Linked DNA regions of Sus scrofa: regions 2, 3, 4 and 5 are each linked to region 1. The links are chromatin contacts, called in public Hi-C, HiChIP or PLAC-seq and promoter capture Hi-C maps. All regions are on one chromosome and are shown on one strand. The core of a region is the stretch at or near the end of the contact, and the rest is flanking DNA. Distances in the headings are between cores, read along the strand shown.

Region 1 (3,276 bases), core at 720-3,219:
CATCCATCAGACTGTCACTCCATTGTGTCATACAGGCCTAAGATGGACTCTTAAAAGGTTAGAAAAAATTCTGAGGTCACAGACCATATAAAAATGGGTCTGGAGTTCCTGCTGTGGCTCAGAGGTAAGGAGCCTGACTAGTGGGCCCTATGAGGATGTGGGTTCCAGCCCCGGCCCTGCTCAGTGGGTTAAGTATTCAGCTTTGCAGTGAGCTGTGGTGTAGGTCACAGACATGGCTGGATCTGCATGGCAGTAATTGTGGCTGTGGCATGGACCTGCAGCTTAGCTCTGATTTGACCCCTAGCCTGGGAACTTCCATATGCCACATGTGTGGCCCTAAAAAGAAAAAAAAAAAAAAAATGGGGTGGAGAGCTGGATTTGGCCCCACAGGTCATATTTTGCTGACCCTTAATGTAGTGGACACTGTGGTCACTCCCCCACAGCCACTCCCCCCCCCCCCCCTGTGTTGCAGCTGTTTGAGTTTGGAGAGAACTAACCCTCCATCTCTAGCTCCAGGAGGAGCATAATTGTTTTAACCTAGTCAGTTAACTCTTATCACCTTGCCAGAGTGATAGCTTCCAGATGCTCAGTCCTAAGTCAATCATACAGGGTATTACCCTGGCCAAAGTGACTAAACTGGGCATATGAACCAGTTTAGGCCAATGAGATGTGGAGGGAGATTAACTGGGGCTCTTGGGAAAGTTGCATCCTTCTTCTGCGAGGTCTAATGGAAGCTAGTCCTTTCTTCCCTTCTGGAAAGTGGGGGAGTGTATCAGCTAGGATTTCTGGTTGCATGCAACAGAAAACAATTCAAGTTCATTTAAGCACAAATAGACCTTATTTTCAGCATGCTGGGTAATTCACAGAATCTCTAGGAGAACTAGGCTTGGGTTTTACACAGCCAGGAAGCATTCCACTGCAGAAGTGGTCCAGTAGACGGTGGTGGGAGCCTAAACCATGTGCCAGGGAAGCTGGGAAAGGGACTGCTTGGTATTCCAGCTTTTGTAGTGAAGATGGGCTCTGCCTGATGAGGTGGAAGAGTCCTCAAACCCTGGGATTCAGATACCCTGGGAGGGGCCAAAAGAATGACTCTGGATCCTGGTTACAGACTGAATGTTTTGGGCTTTCTAAAATTCATGTTGAACCCTTACCCCACAATGTGATGGTATTTGGAGGTGGGAACTTTGGAGGTAATTAGGTTTAGGTCATGAGATTGGGGACCTCATGATGGGATAGGTGTCCTTATAAGAAGAGGCCAGAGGTGTTCCCTGGTGGTTCAGCAGGTTAAGGATTGAGTGCTGTTACTGCTCTGAGTCAGGCCACTGCTGTGGTGTAGGTTCCCTGGCCTGAGAAGTGATGCAAACACATCTTGAATGAGTTCAGGCCAAAAAGGAGAAATTAATGGCTTGGGGTCATTTACTTAATAAATATTTATTGAGCACCTACTATATGCTAGGCACTGTCCTAAGCACTGGGGCTACAAATGAGAACAAAAGAGACAAAAAGCCTTACCCTCTTGGAACTTACATGAGTAAGTAAGCAAATATATTGTATTCCAGATGGTGATAAGTGCTAGGAAGAAAAGGCAGGGAAGGAAGATGAATTGCTGGAGAAAGTGGTTGCAATTTTAAACACTGTAAGGAAGGCCTCACTGAAAAGATAGCATTCGAATAAGGACCCGAAGGAGAGAAGGAAAGGAGGAATATCCAAGATGAAAATTTTTCTTGGTTGATAGACCTAGCCTCAAAAAAAGGGTGGTTGGGGTGGGGGTAGTTGCAAGAGCAAGTCTAAATCCCTGAGACGTCAGCATGTCTGTCTTCTCAGGAAGAGTGAGGAGGCCAGTGTGGCTCCAGCAGGAGCAGTAGGGGAAGACATGAGATCAGAATGGTACCAGGACTCTGACCTTCAGGCTCATTCGTTTATTGAATGTTTTACCTAGTGGTGAAATCACACACCATCCTCCAAGAGGAAACTCTCAAACCTGGAAGGGGCGGGAAGACAGAGTGGCAAATGAGAAGAGAAGCGCTTAAGCCCGCTTCTCTGCCCACTGTGAGCCGCTCTGGGCAGTTCATTTCCTAGAACCATGGAACGAACCATTCATGTTCTGTTGAGAATTCTGGTTTTATCCTTTCTGATCAACTAGGCGCGGTTCAATCCCGACTGTCCAAGCAGGATATACTACTTCCATCCCAAAAACCTCTCTTAGGAACCCTGATTCCTGTCCTCACCAGATGTGTTTGTTAAGCGGCAATTGTGGGCCTGGCAACTGTGGGCGGAAAAAGCCAGAGCCCCGCCCCCGGTGGACTCTAACGTTTCAGGATCTTCATCTTTAAGATCTGCCCCCTCAACTTTTTGAAAGGGCTGGGCGAAGAGCGCAGCTGTCACCTCCTACTCTCCACCCCGCGGGCTCTCACGTGCGTTCGATTGCTCAATAACAGCGCTCCTTCTGGGACTTCCTGGTCGCCGCGCCCAATCAGAGTGTTGTTTCCGTCCTGACCATTGTCAGCCGGTGGCCAATCGGCGCGCCTCTACAACGCCCCTTAAAGGAGCCGCCAAGGCCTTCCCAGCCGGGGCGAACCAATTCCTCGGTTCCTGCCCCCAACTGCGGTATGGAGTCGCCTCGGGGGCGGCCTGGGCCCGAGGCGGACCTTCTGGCTCTAGGAGAACAGCAAGCCGCGATCTTCGGCGGCGGCCCGGGCCGAACGCCCTCTGAGCCGCCCGCAGGCCTCCGGCTGTCCGGAGAGGAAGAGGCCGAGAACGTTGAGGGCACGAGCCGCCACCCCAGGGCGTCCCCAAAGCCTTCGGGCTGCAGCTTCGTCCACCGGCCGGAACGGGAGCCTCGGGAGGATGAGCTGGGCCGGCGAGGGACCCCTTCTGGGGCAGAGAGCTGCCTGGGGGCGCCGGGTCCCGAGCATGATCCGCATGGGTCCTTGCGGCTCAAGAACCCTGAGCCGCCAGAGGACAAGCCTGCATCTGAGAGGGTCTGCCGTCGGGGGAGCCCTGGAGGCGGCGGGATGGATGTTGAGCAGGAGAAGGAAGACGATGAGGAGGAGGCGGCAGCCGGCAGGACTGGCCGTTCGTTCTCCAGCCGCCTTCAGGACAGCCGCAGCCTGGACGGGCTGAGCGGGGCGTGCGGAGGCTCCGGGTCCGCAGGGGGTGCCGAGTATGGCCCGGGCGGCGGGCGGCGCGCCACCATCTCCAGCCCCCTGGAGCTCGAGGGCACGGTGAGCCGCCATGGCGACCTCACCCACTTTGTCGCCAACAATCTGCAACTGA
Region 2 (3,403 bases), core at 168-2,667, 290 kb after region 1:
ACAGCTCGCGCGCGCGCCGCGCGCCGCGCGCACACACACACACAAAGCAAAGCAAAGGCCAGGAGCCCCAAAGATGATAGAGCTGGGATCAGAGTGCTTCCCTTGGCCGATAGTGGCTTAAGGCATTCCACAGTCCCAGAAATAAAGATGGAGCTCCAGCATGCAATGAATGGCCCCCAAATCCTACCAGCCTTTAGGGCAGCCACTTCTAATAAACAGTTGGCCCTAAAGTCACTGCCCCCTCACCTCATCTCCACAATAGAGCAGGCTAATAAGAGAGTCCACCTGCAACTGCTGTTCAAAATTCAACATGAACTTGGGAGGACCAAACTACGACGCCCAAACTACCCTGGACTTCTGAGGGAGTCTCTCACACCTTGTGGCTCAGCCACTCCTCGAATTGCTAACCCCGGGGACCTACATGGTCGTCTTCTTCCCTTGGTCACCCGTAAAAGCGGAAAAAAAATACAGCTGCCACTAGTTACGGAGAGCTGCTGGCCTGCAGATCTGCGAGGAGGTTTGCTGGGACTCCCAGTTCCTTCTCACCTGCCCCCAGGCACCAGTTCTCACCTCCAGCGTGTGTTCCTGCGACGTGAGCGTGTTAATGATGCGGATAGTCCGGGTCTTGGCGGACAGCCGCCCCACCTCGTAACGCGACCCCTGCCACCAAGGCTTCCCGAAATCATTGGCCCAGTCCGAACGCGGCAGCTGAGGTGGCACGTGCAGAAAGCGGCCCCAGGGGGTGCGGTATCTCAGGCAACCGGTCAGCGGATCTATGTGCTTGCGGATCTTTAAAGTAGGGTTTGGCGGAGGGGGGTCTGAGCAGTCACTATCTCGGGCTCCGGTCAGCCCCTCCGCCTCGTCCCCGCTCTACAGTGCCCCTCCCCCCAACCCCAGGTTCCAGCAGAACTCACGTCTCCGGTGTCTGGGTCGAACCAGTGGCTGATGTCCTGGCCCGCAACTTCCACGATGGGTTTCAGCAGCAGGTCTCCTGGGAAGGGGCATTCGTGTCAGTGCTAGACACCCAAGAACCAAGCACCCCCAAACGCACGCCCGACGCCGGCCCAAAAGTGCAGCCCTTACCCTTGTACTCCTGTGCCAACGGCGTCAGGTCGTACACGTTTCCCAGGTAAGACACCCAGAGGTCTTCCAGCTGGTTGTGTTGGGCCACCTCGGCCGGCGTGAAATAGCGACGCTGGAAATACTCAAAGTCTGGCCCGGCCACTAGGCCCCGGCGCAGCATGGCTCTCGCCCTCTCACCGGCTCCTTCAGTTGCGCTCTTGCTTTTCAGCGCGCACTCACTACCGCATCCTCCCTCTCGTCCGGGAACTAAGGAGAGGGCGTTTATCCGCTGACATGGAAACCATTGTCCTTTTCCGGCCACCGTCTGTCAAGATCAGACGCTGTGAGGGCGAGGTGGGGCTCACGGGAAACGTGGTCCGATTCCGACGTTGAAGTAATTGAGTGGTGTCCTCCGGAGTTCCGGGGGGAGGAAAAGACCCTCCGTTTTAATTTTGAGTGGCCTGGGCTATAGGGAGTGCTTGGGACGTACTATCTCGCGAGGCAGAAAAACAAGGGAGTGGGGAGTGCGATTAAGAAAAAAGGTATTCTCGCTTCCTTCCAGGGTTCCTAAAGGATATGTAAGAACCGAGAGAGGTGAAAACTTCTCGCGATATCTGAGGACATCCGGCGACCTAGACCTCAGCGAGCCGTTCGCCGAAGCAGGAGACGCTCGCGAGATCTCTGCAGTTGCCGAGGAGACGAGGAGGGGAGGTGATCTCGCGAAAGAAAACAGGTCGGGAGCGCTCGCGAGATCTCAGACCCCCCGGAGCCGAAAGGTTCTCAGCAAGTTGAAGGGCCTGGAGGAGGCCCGCGGACAAATGGCCGGAGCTGGACCAACTATGCTGCTACGAGAGGAGAATGGCTGTTGCAGCCGGCGTCAAAGCAGCTCCAGCGCCGGGGTTAGCGCGGGCTCGGGTTCTGGGATTGAGGGGCCGTCGGGGAGTAAAGTGGGAGGACGGAGGGAGAACTGCAGCTCCCGGCAGCCTCTGGGCTTCCTGCGAGCGCCCCGCGGGCTGTTGGGAGCTGTGGTTCCTCGGGCGGGCAGCAGCCGGGGCGGTGCGGTCTGAGCACATGTCCCGCCCCGCGCAGGACTCAGACGGGGAGCGCGAAGACTCGCCGTCTGCGCGCGCTAGGCAGCAGCTGGAGGCGCTGCTCAACAAGACTATGCGGATTCGCATGACAGATGGACGGACACTGGTCGGTTGCTTCCTCTGCACCGACCGCGACTGCAATGTTATCCTAGGCTCGGCGCAGGAGTTCCTCAAGCCGTCGGGTCAGTGCCTGGGGAATGCATACCCGCCTGGGAATGCCTCGGAGCATTTCCCCTTCAGGGCCTGGCTGTATCCCTCATTTTCGGGGGCCAGAAGCTGTAGCTCAGAAGGGGCGGGACCGACGCTGGCCTGCCTCCCTGATGCTCTGATCCTTCTTTCCAGATTCCTTCTCTGCCGGGGAACCCCGTGTGCTGGGCCTAGCTATGGTACCTGGACACCACATCGTTTCTATTGAGGTGCAAAGAGAGAGCCTGGCGGGGCCTCCCTATCTCTGAGCCCGACCGCGCATGCCTTTCAAACTTCATTAAACCTGTCACTGACATGGCCTGTGTCTGTGTGTGGTTGGGATGCGGGGGGCAAGGATTGCACACCTCCCCCCTAGAGGAAGAAGAGGTTTATCTGAGGTCGGGGGCACTCTCAGCGCTCCTTCCACGTCTAGTGCTGCCAGAGGTGCCCTTATGGTTCGGGGGTGGGGATGGGGGACAGGCTGAGCCTTAGACCCACAGGCCCCAGGGTGGGCCCCATCTTCCCTCCCACGCTGCTGGTCCGGGAGGGGGTGGTGTCATCCTGCTCCGGAAGGCCCATTGTTTCCCTCCCCGGCCTGGCAACACCGAGTTCCTCTAAGCTGGGGTCAGAGAACAGGCTCAGATCCCCAAGGGGAGCAGGACAGGCGACACAGGCTGGGCCTCCTCCACTCTCTTGATGGGGAGGTGACTTTGGGGTCAGGGACAAGGGCTCTGGGGTCTGGACAGGAAGGACGGGCTAGTGCGATAAGGGAAGGCCGGGAGGCCGAAGGATGCTCCCTTCTGCACGCTAGAGCCACACATCCCTCATCCTACCCCCACCCCCATGTTTCCTGCTCCTGGGCACAGGGCAAGAGTGATAACATTGGCGCTACCCCTGTGTTCACAGGATCCCAGGATCTCGTTCAGTTATCTCTTTATTGATGTGTGATCACTCCTTACCCTGCACCCTCGTGCCCCATCCCCCACCCGCAGATACTAGGAGCAGCACCGGAAAAGGAGGGCACCGGCAAAGTTCAGTTGTCCTCTTCACAGGGCGGCAGGAGG
Region 3 (3,291 bases), core at 60-2,559, 450 kb after region 1:
ATACCCTGTTTGTGACAGGAAACATGTGGACTGTACTTTCTCCATCTACAGGCAGGACTTAAAAGTGCCCTGGCTGAGGAAGGGGCAGTTAGTCCCTACCCTTACCATTTCTGCGTATTCCAGCTGCTCCCCCTCACTGTACAGCTCTGGGGGCAGGTTATAAATCCGCAGGACGTTATCAGCACTATTGGTCAGGATGCAGGAACCATCAGGGGCCCTAGGAGTAGGAGAGAGAAGCCTGGATAGACCTGTATCTTGCGAGTGTTGGGCTTGAGCTGAGCAGACCTGTGGCAGAGGTGAGCCCCCTCCTCATCCTTACTTACCACTTACAGCCTTTCAAGAAGTTCTCAGGTTGGGTGCTGAACTCTGACCAGGAACCGCTAAGAAACCGGGGTAGCTGCGAGAAGCTGTAGTTCCAAGTGCTGGAAGGAAGATGGGGAAGACAAACCTGGGTCGCCAAAGCCAAGGAGAAATGGGCCTGGAGAAGTGGGGCTGAGGACTGGCGGATGAGATATATCTCACATTTCCAACCTCCTCAGATTCCTGAGCCAACTGCCATCAGCACTTACGTGTATCCCTCATCCTCTGGAGCGGGTTCCTCAGACACATCTTCCATGTCTTCTCCCGGCCCCAACTCTGGCTTGTTCGTTTCTTCTGCAGGAAGGCTCACTTTTTCAGAAAGTTCTTGCTCCTCGATTCGAGGGCTCAACTCACTAGGAGTATCAAACTCAGCTTCCAACGGAGTGGAGAGAGAAGCTGGGTCCCCTTCCCCCAGCTCCTGGGACACGGCCGAGCCAGCTCCAGGATCCGGGGATATCCGGGGCGCATCATCCCCATCGGGTGGCGGTGGCGTCTGTTCAGGGTTCGTATTTTTATCCATCGAGGAAGCCTGAGGAGAGAGACGGGCTGCAGCTGGGGCCTGGTCTGAAGGAAGGCAGTCCGGAGCTAACACTGGCGCCTCCGGGGTCTTCATACTGCAGAGGAAGCACGGCAAACATTGGCCGCGGCCAGGCAATCCTCTTCCCGCCGGCTACCAGCTGCCGGGCCTGCGGAACGGCAGAGACCGCCGTAAGTTCGCACGGATCCGGACGCAGAACTGGAGAAACCCAGCAGTGCCTTCTTTCTGCTCCCGGGATAGGACAGAAAACAGCCCCCCGCCCCCAGGCCTCGCGAGGCGAGGCGGGCGAACAGGAATGTTGGAGAGCTCGGCGATCCTTAGCCCTGTCGGTGGCTACGCGCCACCTGTTCTCGCGGGATTTGGGCCCACCATTCGATTGGACCTCCGCATCCCGGATCAGACTTCGCGGGCGACCCACAAGAGGGGCGGGGCAGGGACGTAACAGGTCACGGGTTACCGTTCCCCTCCAGTCCTGAATCTCCTAGTGCCTGCTGGGACTTGTAGTCCGAGAGCTTCTGAGTCAGGGAGATGTGTCTGAGCTCCTCGCGCTATCATTCTTCAAGCACCTACTCCCCTCCCCACCTGCAGAGGGCGCGAGCGCTATATTTGTTTTTACGGGGTTTGAACCTGTTTTGCATCTCAACTCCTCAGACCTCCGTCTCTTTTCATTCATTCAATAAATATTTATCATTGAGCTCTTCTTTGCTACCCAGTACTGTACTGGAAAAGACAAGAATGAATAAGATAGTAGGCAAGGTCTCTGCTCTCCTAACGCTTAGGTTGCTGTGTATTGAAGGCAAGGAACAAATTATTTCAAAACGTGATAGGGTCTAGGAAGGAAATTAAACAAGACAGTGTGATACAACGTAACTAGGAGAATACGTTAGCTTGGAACATTAAGGAAGGTCTTCCTAAAAATTGACATTTTAGCTAATGAGGAACTATCCAGCCATCTGGGAGAGCAGAGTTCCAGGCAAAAGGTGCAAAGGCTGTCTTTCTTTCACCTTCATGTCTGACTCGGGGACAAGTCTTTCAAAATGGTTTCCACCAATTCTGTTCTCACAGATCTGGGTTGTCGAATTTCTTCACCGCAAACTGTCAGTAGCTACAAAACCAACACAGCAGGAATCCTGACTCCCCTCACCCTCACCACCTCCGTCCGTCGCCACCGCCCGCAGGGTAATTGCTTGCCCTTACTTGTCATGGCGACTTTGTGCCAGGAGTCTCGCGATGGTTGCTGGGATTGGGATTTTCCCCTCCCATGTGCTCGGACTGGCGCTAAAAGTTTTGAGCTCCTCAAAAGTCCAGGGCCACCATCCTTGGCGCAGGTAGCTGCTGGTCTCCGGGGTCACCTGACGTCCCGTCTCGAGCGTGCATCCCAGGACAGTGACACGCTCTCCTGAGCTTCGGGTAAGCTCTTAACTGAGCCTGATGAATACTCTATGAGTCATGGGCTCTCGGGTCTGTGTATTTTCAGCTCAGAAGAAAGGAGGATGGAGGTGGAGCGAAAGATTTAGTGATTTGGGGGGGGGGGGGAAATGGAAGTTCTTCTAGCGGCATCAACAGAGGAATGCAATGTTGGGAGGCCTGAGTGTAGATGATAGGGATGTTAGGACCAACCGAACTAAAAAGCTGAACACCTGCGCCGGGTAGTGGGGCTTTGGGGAAAACTTGAGCCTGCCTAAGGGGTTCTTCCCCACCACCGCCACCACCCCATTTCAGTACCCGGTGTGGGGGAGCCCTTAATAAGACACACAAAGCATCAAGGTCCGAGGCTTTGGGATCTTGGAACTTTGGGGATTTATGGCTCGAGATTTTAGTGCGTATGGCATCCCAGTGGAACCCTGGACTCCATTCCGAAGTGGTTATCCGGAGTGCTCCGGGAAGTCCAAGGTGCTAACTTCCGGACCTTTGTCCTTTCTTGAGTGAACTTTCCAACTGGCCTTCAGCGCCTCAGGATGGAGAAAGTCCATTTAAAGGCTGTCAGTTGTGGAAATGGGACATGCTAAACAAGAGGTTTGCCCGCGAAGCCTCGGAGGAGTAACCCGGCCGGAGAGGCCCGGGAGCCCTGTTATTGTTTGGCTCTGCATTTACATTTCTGCCACTCGCAGGAGCATTTCCGGTTTCTTTTCTTCGGAACAGCCCACTATTCACCCGATGTGAGGGAAGTAGAAAGAGAAAAGGTCTTTTAAACTGGTTCCTATTGCTTGCTGCAAGGGGCTGTTAACCCCCTCTACCTTTTTTTTGTCCTTCATGGACTACTTAGCCACCGCTTTTGGGAAGGAAAAAGCATTTGTTATGATGCAAACCTCAGTCCCTCCCCCTCTTGTGAATGGTGTGCTCCTTCCTGGTTGTCTGCTAACCAGGCGGACGCTACCATTGCCTGGGGCGGT
Region 4 (3,429 bases), core at 363-2,862, 500 kb after region 1:
AGGTTCCCAGGCTAGGGGTCTAATCAGAGCTGTAGCCACTGGCCTGCGCCACAGCCACAGCAACGCCAGATCCGAGCCAAGTCTGTGACCTACACCACAGCTCATGGCAACACCAGATCCTTAACCCACTGATTGAGGCCAGGGATCGAACCTTCATCCTCGTGGTTCCTAGTCGGATTCCTTAACCACTGAGCCACGATGGGAACTCCTAAATCTTAGGATATTATACTACTGCTTAAGATCTTTCAGTGGCTCCCCAGTTTTGATAAAAGAGAGCTATTCTCCATAATCTGATTTACAAGTACTTCAGGGTGTAGCCAAACGCTCTGAACTAGTTGTGGTTCCCCAAAGGACATGTTCTTTCTGCTCCTCTGCACCACTGTATTCCTTTATCACATCTTCAGATGGACTCCATGCGCTTGTTTGTTTAAACTTGTTTAACTGCCTGCCTCTTCCTCAATATGTTATAAAATCCTTGTTTTGGGGACGTTATGTCTTTGTATCTTTACCACTTAACACAGTAATTGGAACACAGGGAGGGCTAAATAAATATTTGTTAAATGATTAATTGTACAACACAGGATTCTAGTTTCTGGGCTATTTTATTCACTTCTACCTAAATTTCTTACTTACCTTGGTTTAAGAATCCAAAGTTTTCCCTCTACCATCCTTTCTCTGTACTAATATTTCCTATTTTGAATATCCTCAACACTTAGATTCAAATCTTGTGCTAATAACCTAAGTTGCATTTGCCTTTTGGTACTGCCTTGAAATTCTTTTCTAACCTTTCATCATATGCATGATCAGAATCTTCTTAAGGCAAGAAGACTTTAACCTCATCGCACAGTTACAGGCGATCAGAAGAGTCCAGACTGGCGTGTGGACCGTAAAACCCGGCGCATGCGCACCAGGCTCTTTTTTGGGGGGGCATTTCGACTTTTTTTTTTTTCCCATTTGGAGCGTGCGCACCAAGAAAGACAAAGGTGGGGAAAGTGACCAAGCAATCATTCAGGCGCATGCCCATCCCTAACTTGTTCAAGCCCGGTGGAGTGCACTGTGGTGAAGGGGGTGTGGTCTGACCTGGAGCAGCAGAAATCCAATCCGATTGAGTGAGCTCGGTCCCTCCCTCCCCATGATTGGTTAGCTCTCAGTGTTGTGGGGCGGGGAAAGGAAGAGATGGGGGCGGTGGAATGGTGGGGGGGACGGAGAAAGAGAGCCAGTCTGGTTCTGCGCAAGCGCAAGTACGCGACCAGGAGGGGGCGCGAGAGAGTGAAAAGAAGTGTGGAAGCCCTGGTGCGCTGGCGAGCGCGAGCTGGGTCGCCAGCCTTGACGCCTGCGCCGTGGCCCTCGGGGCCCGCGCGCGGCGGGCGGGTGCCCGGTGCGCCTGCGCAGTAGGCGGCGGCGGCAGGGGGAGGTGGAGGCCGTGGAGCGGCAGCGGCAGCAGCGGGTCCCGGGACTGAGGCAGCAGCGGGGGCGGCGGCGGGCGGAAGCTGAGGTGACGAAGGCAGCGGCGGCGGCGGCCGATTCCCTCACGGTGGCGGAGACCAAGGCGGCGGCGGCGGACGGGGAGCGGCCCGGCCCCGGCCCCCTGCTCGTTGGCTGTGGCAGGGCCGCCGTGGGGCCGGCCCGGCTCCCGCCCCCCGCGGCTCCCCCTCCGGCTCCTCCTCCGGGGAGACGCCGGGGACCTGGCCCGGCCCGTACTCAGAGCGCTGCTGCAGCCGCCGCCGGGGGAGTCGGAGGCGGTGGCGGCGCCATGGGCGGCCTGGCCTCGGGGGGGATGTGGAGCCGGGACTGCCCGTCGAGGTGCGCGGCTCCAACGGGGCCTTCTACAAGGTGAGGCGGCGCGCCGGCCAGGAACGCGGGTCTTCAGCCCCTTCTCTCCAGCCGGAGCGGGGAAGAGTGGGGCGGCATTGAGGTTCTGGAGCTAAGCCCCGACCCTTAGAGCCTTAGACCTGCTCCCACCCGCAGCCCTCGGGGTGGTGGGGGGGGAGACCTCTGGAACTTAAACCCCTTCGTCTTATGTTTGGCCCGTCTATTCCGCCTGCCTTCACCCGCATCTCAGGAAAGAACATCAGGGTATTAATTGTGCTTAGATCAGCGCCCCCCCCCCACCTCCCAGAAGAGACCCCATTTACCCAGCGTCTCATTGACTTTTCCTGTCTCCTAGTAGAAGACATACCTTAGATCTTCATCACGTCTTCCCCACAGTCCTAGCACATGGAGAATTCTCTTTATTCTCCCCTATTGCCCCCTTGGGAAGGCCGTCCCATATTAGATCCTTTCATCTTCCTCGGAGAGGCCTCTGCCTACTGGCTCTGAAAGACTCACCCCACTTTCATCTTATATTTCTGTTCCCAACCCAAGGAGAAACGGTCAGAATCTGTTTATGACATTTAGTATCTTTGACCTCAGGAACTCTGGGCTGTACCAGTCAAGTTGCCTCGTAGCCATAAGGTGGCATCTTTTCACAAGTCTCTCACCCCACCCCTTTATTCCAAGATTAGCTGGTCTACCGTTCTCCCTAGGGGTGGTTTTGTGTTTGTCATCTCACTTTGACCTCGGATACATTTAGATCCTTCGGATAGTTTCATCCTAAGGAGTGTGAGCTTCATAGCCCTGATCTCTAAAAGGGGCTCTCATGAGGATTCTCTGTTTATTTAAAGCATTTCTTTCCACTTCTGGAAGACTTTTAGCCAACTCACCCAATTTGGGAATCTGATAGCCTTTTTTTTTCTTTCTTTCCTTTTTTTTTTTTTTTTTTTTTTTTTTTAGGAGCAGCTGACTATCTTTAAAAGATCATTGTTTACTTATTTCAGCTCCCTCCGTTGCCTGGGATTTGGTTTTTTAGAACTCCTTTTATTATCGCCTTCTTTATCTGTTCTGAATCCATTTTTTTTTTTTTGTAGGAGGGGTTTTCCCACTTAGATTAAGCCAGAGGGAGACCCCAATTGCCTCTCAGGCATTTTTCTTTATGTGACTGATCTTACTCTTGTTATTTTGAACCTCTTTGGACTTTATGCCTGCAATTGTTCCAGAGACTTTCCTGATTCCTGTCTTAGTCTTTCTTTTACCCTGAGGAGCAAGCTCAGAGATACCTTTTTGTAACATCACTTTTGAGGAGAAGAGCCCCCCTTTCCTTCAATTTCCCCCAAGCTTTTCCTCCTATAAGAGACGTCTCCAGCTTTGTGCCCTTGGAAATGACTTTCTCCAGCTCCTTCCCTGTGAAGTCATATCTTGTTATAACTGGAAAGGGTCTCATATTTGCCCTTGGAGTAGAAAGTTTCTGCCCCAGCTTCACTTGGTAAGTTCAGTGTAGTCATCTTTTAACTGAGTCCAAATGCCTGTTTATTTCTGCCTTACTTTCCTCACCATTTTTCTTTATATTCTTCAGTGCCTTTAGTTACCCACAGTCCATCTTATCCTCTCGAT
Region 5 (3,490 bases), core at 252-2,751, 390 kb after region 1:
ACCAGGGAACTCCAAAACCAGAATTTTTTTTTTGTATGGCTACACCCTTGGCATAAGGAAGTTTCCCTGGGCCAGGGATTGAATTCAAGCCTCAGCTGGGGCAACACTGGATCCTTTAACCCATTGTGCCAGGCTAGGGATGGAACCCATGCCTCCCTCCGCTGTGACCCAAGCACTGCAGTCAAATTCTTAAGCAACTGCACCACAGTGGGAACTCCTTTTTTTTTTTTTTTTTTTTAGCAAAACCAGAAAATTTGAAATTGCCTTTGTGGACCTCATTCTGTGTCCCTTGCCACCTCACACCCACGACCTTCTCCTGCTCCCTGCCGCCGCCCCAACCACCACCTTCAGCGGTCACATCCTGGCTGGAACTCATGTTTGACCACCTCTGAGATAATCACACAGACGGCCCCTCTCCTGGCCCAGCTTCCTCCCTGCATTCCAGCACCTGCACTCAAATCCTCCCAACTGACCTCCTCCTCCACTGCCACTGCTCGCTTGCTTGCCAATCCTCACTCTTTTGCCCCATTCCTTAGTCTAAGCCACCGGGCAAGTCCCCCACCCTGGCTCAATCCACGGGCGGAGCAGGGCTGGAGGAGAGCACGCAACCCCACAGAGCAGCACGCTGCTCGTTCAGGTTCTCCGGTCCCGGCTGGCCTCTCTGGGCTGCATCCCTGGGGTTTCCCCAACCTGCTGTCCCTCCTGTTCTCGCAGTGACAGCCTGCAGAGTCCTTGCTTTCACGAGCCTGGCCTGCCCCGCCCCCTCTCTGCAGAAAGCCCCACCTCCCCCAGCGGAGAACCCCGAGGTGGGAACCCCACGTGCCCCTTCACTGAAACTTAGCAACACCTGCCGCTGTCCGCCCTGCGAGGGCTCCCATTTACAACAACAGCAGCCCTCCTCCTGGGCTCTGGGATCTGACCTGGCTCCCCGGCTTTCTCCGATCCCATCTTCTCCAGCTCCACGGCACCTTCAAACCTACCAGTTCCTTCCCATCAACATTTAAATAAGCCACGTTTCTACAGTCTTAAAAAACAAAACCCAGCCTTCCCCTCAACCCCTATCCTTCCACAGGTACTGCAACCTGAGCAGGGCCCCGTGGGGCTCCTGAGCACAAAACCCTTTCTGTGCCCCTCATTTCCTGTTTTTAGGAAATGGGTCTCCTTTTGCCTCCATGGCCTTCCCTTGGTCCTTAGGGGCAGGTTCCGACAGCTGCTGATCAGGGGAGGGAGGGGAAGCAGAGACCAGGAACAGTCTAGCAACAACAGCGCAGCCTGGGGGCAGGATCCTGGGTCCCTCTCAAGGGATACACACAATGACGTAGGCACCTCACACACCTACAACTTATACGCCTGATGCTTCTTTTAGAAATGAGAACTTTAAACCTGAACAGGTTGGAGCCCCTCCTGTGCTCCTCCCTCCCTCGTTCGATTGCACCCGAAACGCAGTCACCTGGCAGCTAACGATTAGACACCCTGCGCACAACTGCCTGTGAGTTCAAGATGATTAGCACAAGATGTTTTTCAGGAGCTTTCCTAGTTTGTTCTAGTCTCTGATCAATATGCCCTTTTCGCAAGTACTGCTACTCTAGGCGATAACCCAGAAGACCACCCCCAGGATCCTGTCGGGATCTCCTGACCCCAGCTTCGTGAGGAAGATTCGCTAAAAAAAAAAAGAGCGCATGTCTGCCCCAATCCTGATTCTTATCTGAAACCCTGTTTTTCTCCTGTTACACTATAAAACTCCCTGCAATTCTTTCCCAAAAGAAGGCAGAGTCTTGCTGTGGCCTCCTTTGCATGGCAGAGCAAAAAAAAGCTATTTTTTTTTCCTTCACCCAAAACTCTGTCTCCGCGTTTCGGCACCTATGGACAGAGGCCAGGTTTTGGCAACAGTACCACACTCTGTGCCCCTTACACAGCCTACCTGCTGCAAAGACTCTTCCTCCTGAATCCCCTCCCTTTCCTTTCCTCCCATTCTTCAGTCCCTGAGAGCTGGCTCCCACCCTCCCTCTAAATCTGCGTTCATCAAGCTGGCCGGGACCTCGTGGGGACTTGCAGCTAACCCCGAGGACCTCCCTGGCCTTATCCTCGGATCTCTCCGCGGGTCTTAGCATCCCCGTGGCCTCCCCCTGCCCTCCTGGGACACTCTCCCCCTGGCTCCTGAACCCCCTCTTGTCAGCACTGCCTTTCCCCCAGGACCCCTTTGGAGATCGCGTGCCGCCGGGTGCTGGAGACCCAGCAAAGCATCTGCTTCCCATGCAGCCCCCTGATGTGGGGGCCCCTCAAGGTTTTTCACACCCAACACACTGGCCCTGGGTGACCTCACCCACTGCACAGCTTCAGCTCTTCCGGAAGCTGAGGACACCGCTCCACTGCCTGAGCCAGAACTGCTCGTCCTCCCTCAGCCTGACTTTCCAACAGCCAACCAGTAACTTTTTTATCACCATAAGCAAAGTTCAAGAATTGCAATCTCTCCGGCAAGTGTCGTTCAATGATAAATGGCAACTGAGGTTTGGCCTCCTGTTGAGTGACAAAGTGTGTGGTCCACCTAAAGGAGCCATTGCTGAAGTTCCCAGGCATCAGCAGAAACAAATCCGACTAGGAACTATGAGGTGGCCGGTTCGATCCCTGGCCTCGCTCAATGGGTTAAGGATCCAGCATTGATGTGAGCTGTGGTGTAAGTTGAACACGAGGCTCAGATCCCATGTTGCTGTGGCTGTGGCATAGGCCAGCAGCTGTAGCGCCAATTAGACCCCTAGCCTGGGAACTTCCATATGCCACAGGTGCAGCCCTAAAAATCAAAAAATAAAAATAAAACAAAGGAGCCATTGCTGGAGTTCCCGCTGTGGCTCAGCAGGTTAAGAACAGGACATGAGGTCTGTGAGGATGCGGTTTCGATCCCTGACCTTGCTCAGTGGGTTAAGGATCTGGCGTTGCCGAAAGCTGTGATAAAGGTTGCAGAGGCAGCTCAGATACGGCATTGCTGTGGATGTGGTGTGGGCTAGTAGCTGCAGCTCTGATTAAACCCCTAGCCCAGGAACTTCCACATGCCATAGGTGCATCCATAAAAGGGGAAAAAAAAAAGACCTCACGAAAAAGAGATCAGGGAGTTCCCTTGTGGTGCTGTGAGTTAAGGATGCAACATAGATCGCAGCTACAGCTTGGATTCTATCCCCTGTTCAGGAAATTCCATAATCAGCAGGCATGGCTCTAAATAGAAAAAAAATTTATAACGTTAAAGAACCACTGTTCCAGGGTTCCAGACATTTGCTGCCAAATGCCCAGTGTGACTACTTTGTCTGATTTTCCAAGAGAGGCCAGATGGTGAGGTTTTTATTTTCCGCTTCTTTTTTTTTTTTTTTTTTCCTTTTTTGGCTGCACCCACAGCATGTGGAAGTTCCAGGACCAGGGATCAATCCCACGCCACAGCAGACCCAAGCTGCAGCAGTGACAACATCAGACCCTTAGTCTGCTGAGCCACAAGGGAATTTCA

The links. Promoter capture Hi-C pulls out the DNA fragments that hold promoters and counts their contacts. A called contact is a pair of places that touch in the nucleus more often than the background predicts. HiChIP or PLAC-seq counts read pairs in DNA pulled down with a chosen protein or histone mark.
Region 2: a contact with region 1 is called in a Hi-C map of liver, with 2.0 times the contacts expected there. The contact joins the promoter of NAA38 here to the promoter of BORCS6 in region 1. A contact is called at or near these places in 3 of 47 Hi-C or Micro-C datasets (fetal liver, liver and omental adipose tissue).
Region 3: an H3K27ac HiChIP or PLAC-seq map of skeletal muscle shows a contact between it and region 1, with 3 times the contacts expected there. The contact joins the promoter of WRAP53 here to the promoter of BORCS6 in region 1. A contact is called at or near these places in 1 of 47 Hi-C or Micro-C datasets (liver) and 2 of 2 datasets of contacts at active chromatin or transcription factors (alveolar macrophages and skeletal muscle).
Region 4: a contact with region 1 is called in a promoter capture Hi-C map of liver, with 3 times the contacts expected there. The contact joins the promoter of FXR2 here to the promoter of BORCS6 in region 1. A contact is called at or near these places in 1 of 5 promoter capture datasets (liver) and 1 of 47 Hi-C or Micro-C datasets (omental adipose tissue).
Region 5: a contact with region 1 is called in a Hi-C map of mesenteric adipose tissue, with 2.4 times the contacts expected there. The contact joins the enhancer-like site here to the promoter of BORCS6 in region 1. A contact is called at or near these places in 4 of 47 Hi-C or Micro-C datasets (embryonic fibroblasts, epiblast stem cells, mesenteric adipose tissue and 1 more).

What each region holds. Positions count from the first base shown.
Region 1 is chr12:53,405,445-53,408,720 of Sscrofa11.1, reverse strand. It overlaps BORCS6 (BLOC-1-related complex subunit 6), which reads left to right and starts at 1,969. Exons shown (of 3, transcript XM_021067862.1): 1 at 1,969-3,276. The coding sequence starts at 2,610.
Region 2 is chr12:53,110,501-53,113,903 of Sscrofa11.1, reverse strand. It overlaps NAA38 (N-alpha-acetyltransferase 38, NatC auxiliary subunit), which reads left to right and starts at 1,417. Exons shown (of 4, transcript XM_013990020.1): 1 at 1,417-1,456; 2 at 1,625-1,961; 3 at 2,152-2,335; 4 at 2,496-2,655. The coding sequence starts at 1,881. The coding sequence ends at 2,608. TMEM88 (transmembrane protein 88) reads right to left here. Exons shown (of 2, transcript XM_003131950.4): 2 at 3,256-3,403.
Region 3 is chr12:52,952,692-52,955,982 of Sscrofa11.1, reverse strand. WRAP53 (telomerase Cajal body protein 1) reads right to left here and starts at 1,309. Exons shown (of 10, transcript XM_003131944.4): 1 at 570-1,309; 2 at 324-422; 3 at 106-217. The coding sequence starts at 973. It overlaps TP53 (tumor protein p53), which reads left to right and starts at 2,197. Exons shown (of 11, transcript NM_213824.3): 1 at 2,197-2,308.
Region 4 is chr12:52,901,440-52,904,868 of Sscrofa11.1, reverse strand. It overlaps FXR2 (fragile X mental retardation syndrome-related protein 2), which reads left to right and starts at 1,612. Exons shown (of 17, transcript XM_003131974.5): 1 at 1,612-1,833.
Region 5 is chr12:53,018,617-53,022,106 of Sscrofa11.1, reverse strand. All of the region lies in intron 14 of DNAH2 (dynein heavy chain 2, axonemal), which reads right to left. Among named protein-coding and RNA genes, the nearest start is that of DNAH2, 38 kb to the right of the region's middle. Within about 2 kb of position 1,501, at least 8 of the 83 cell types and tissues checked have an H3K27ac peak or open chromatin away from gene starts, as enhancers often do. A contact at or near this core is called in mesenteric adipose tissue and retroperitoneal adipose tissue, where this site is marked.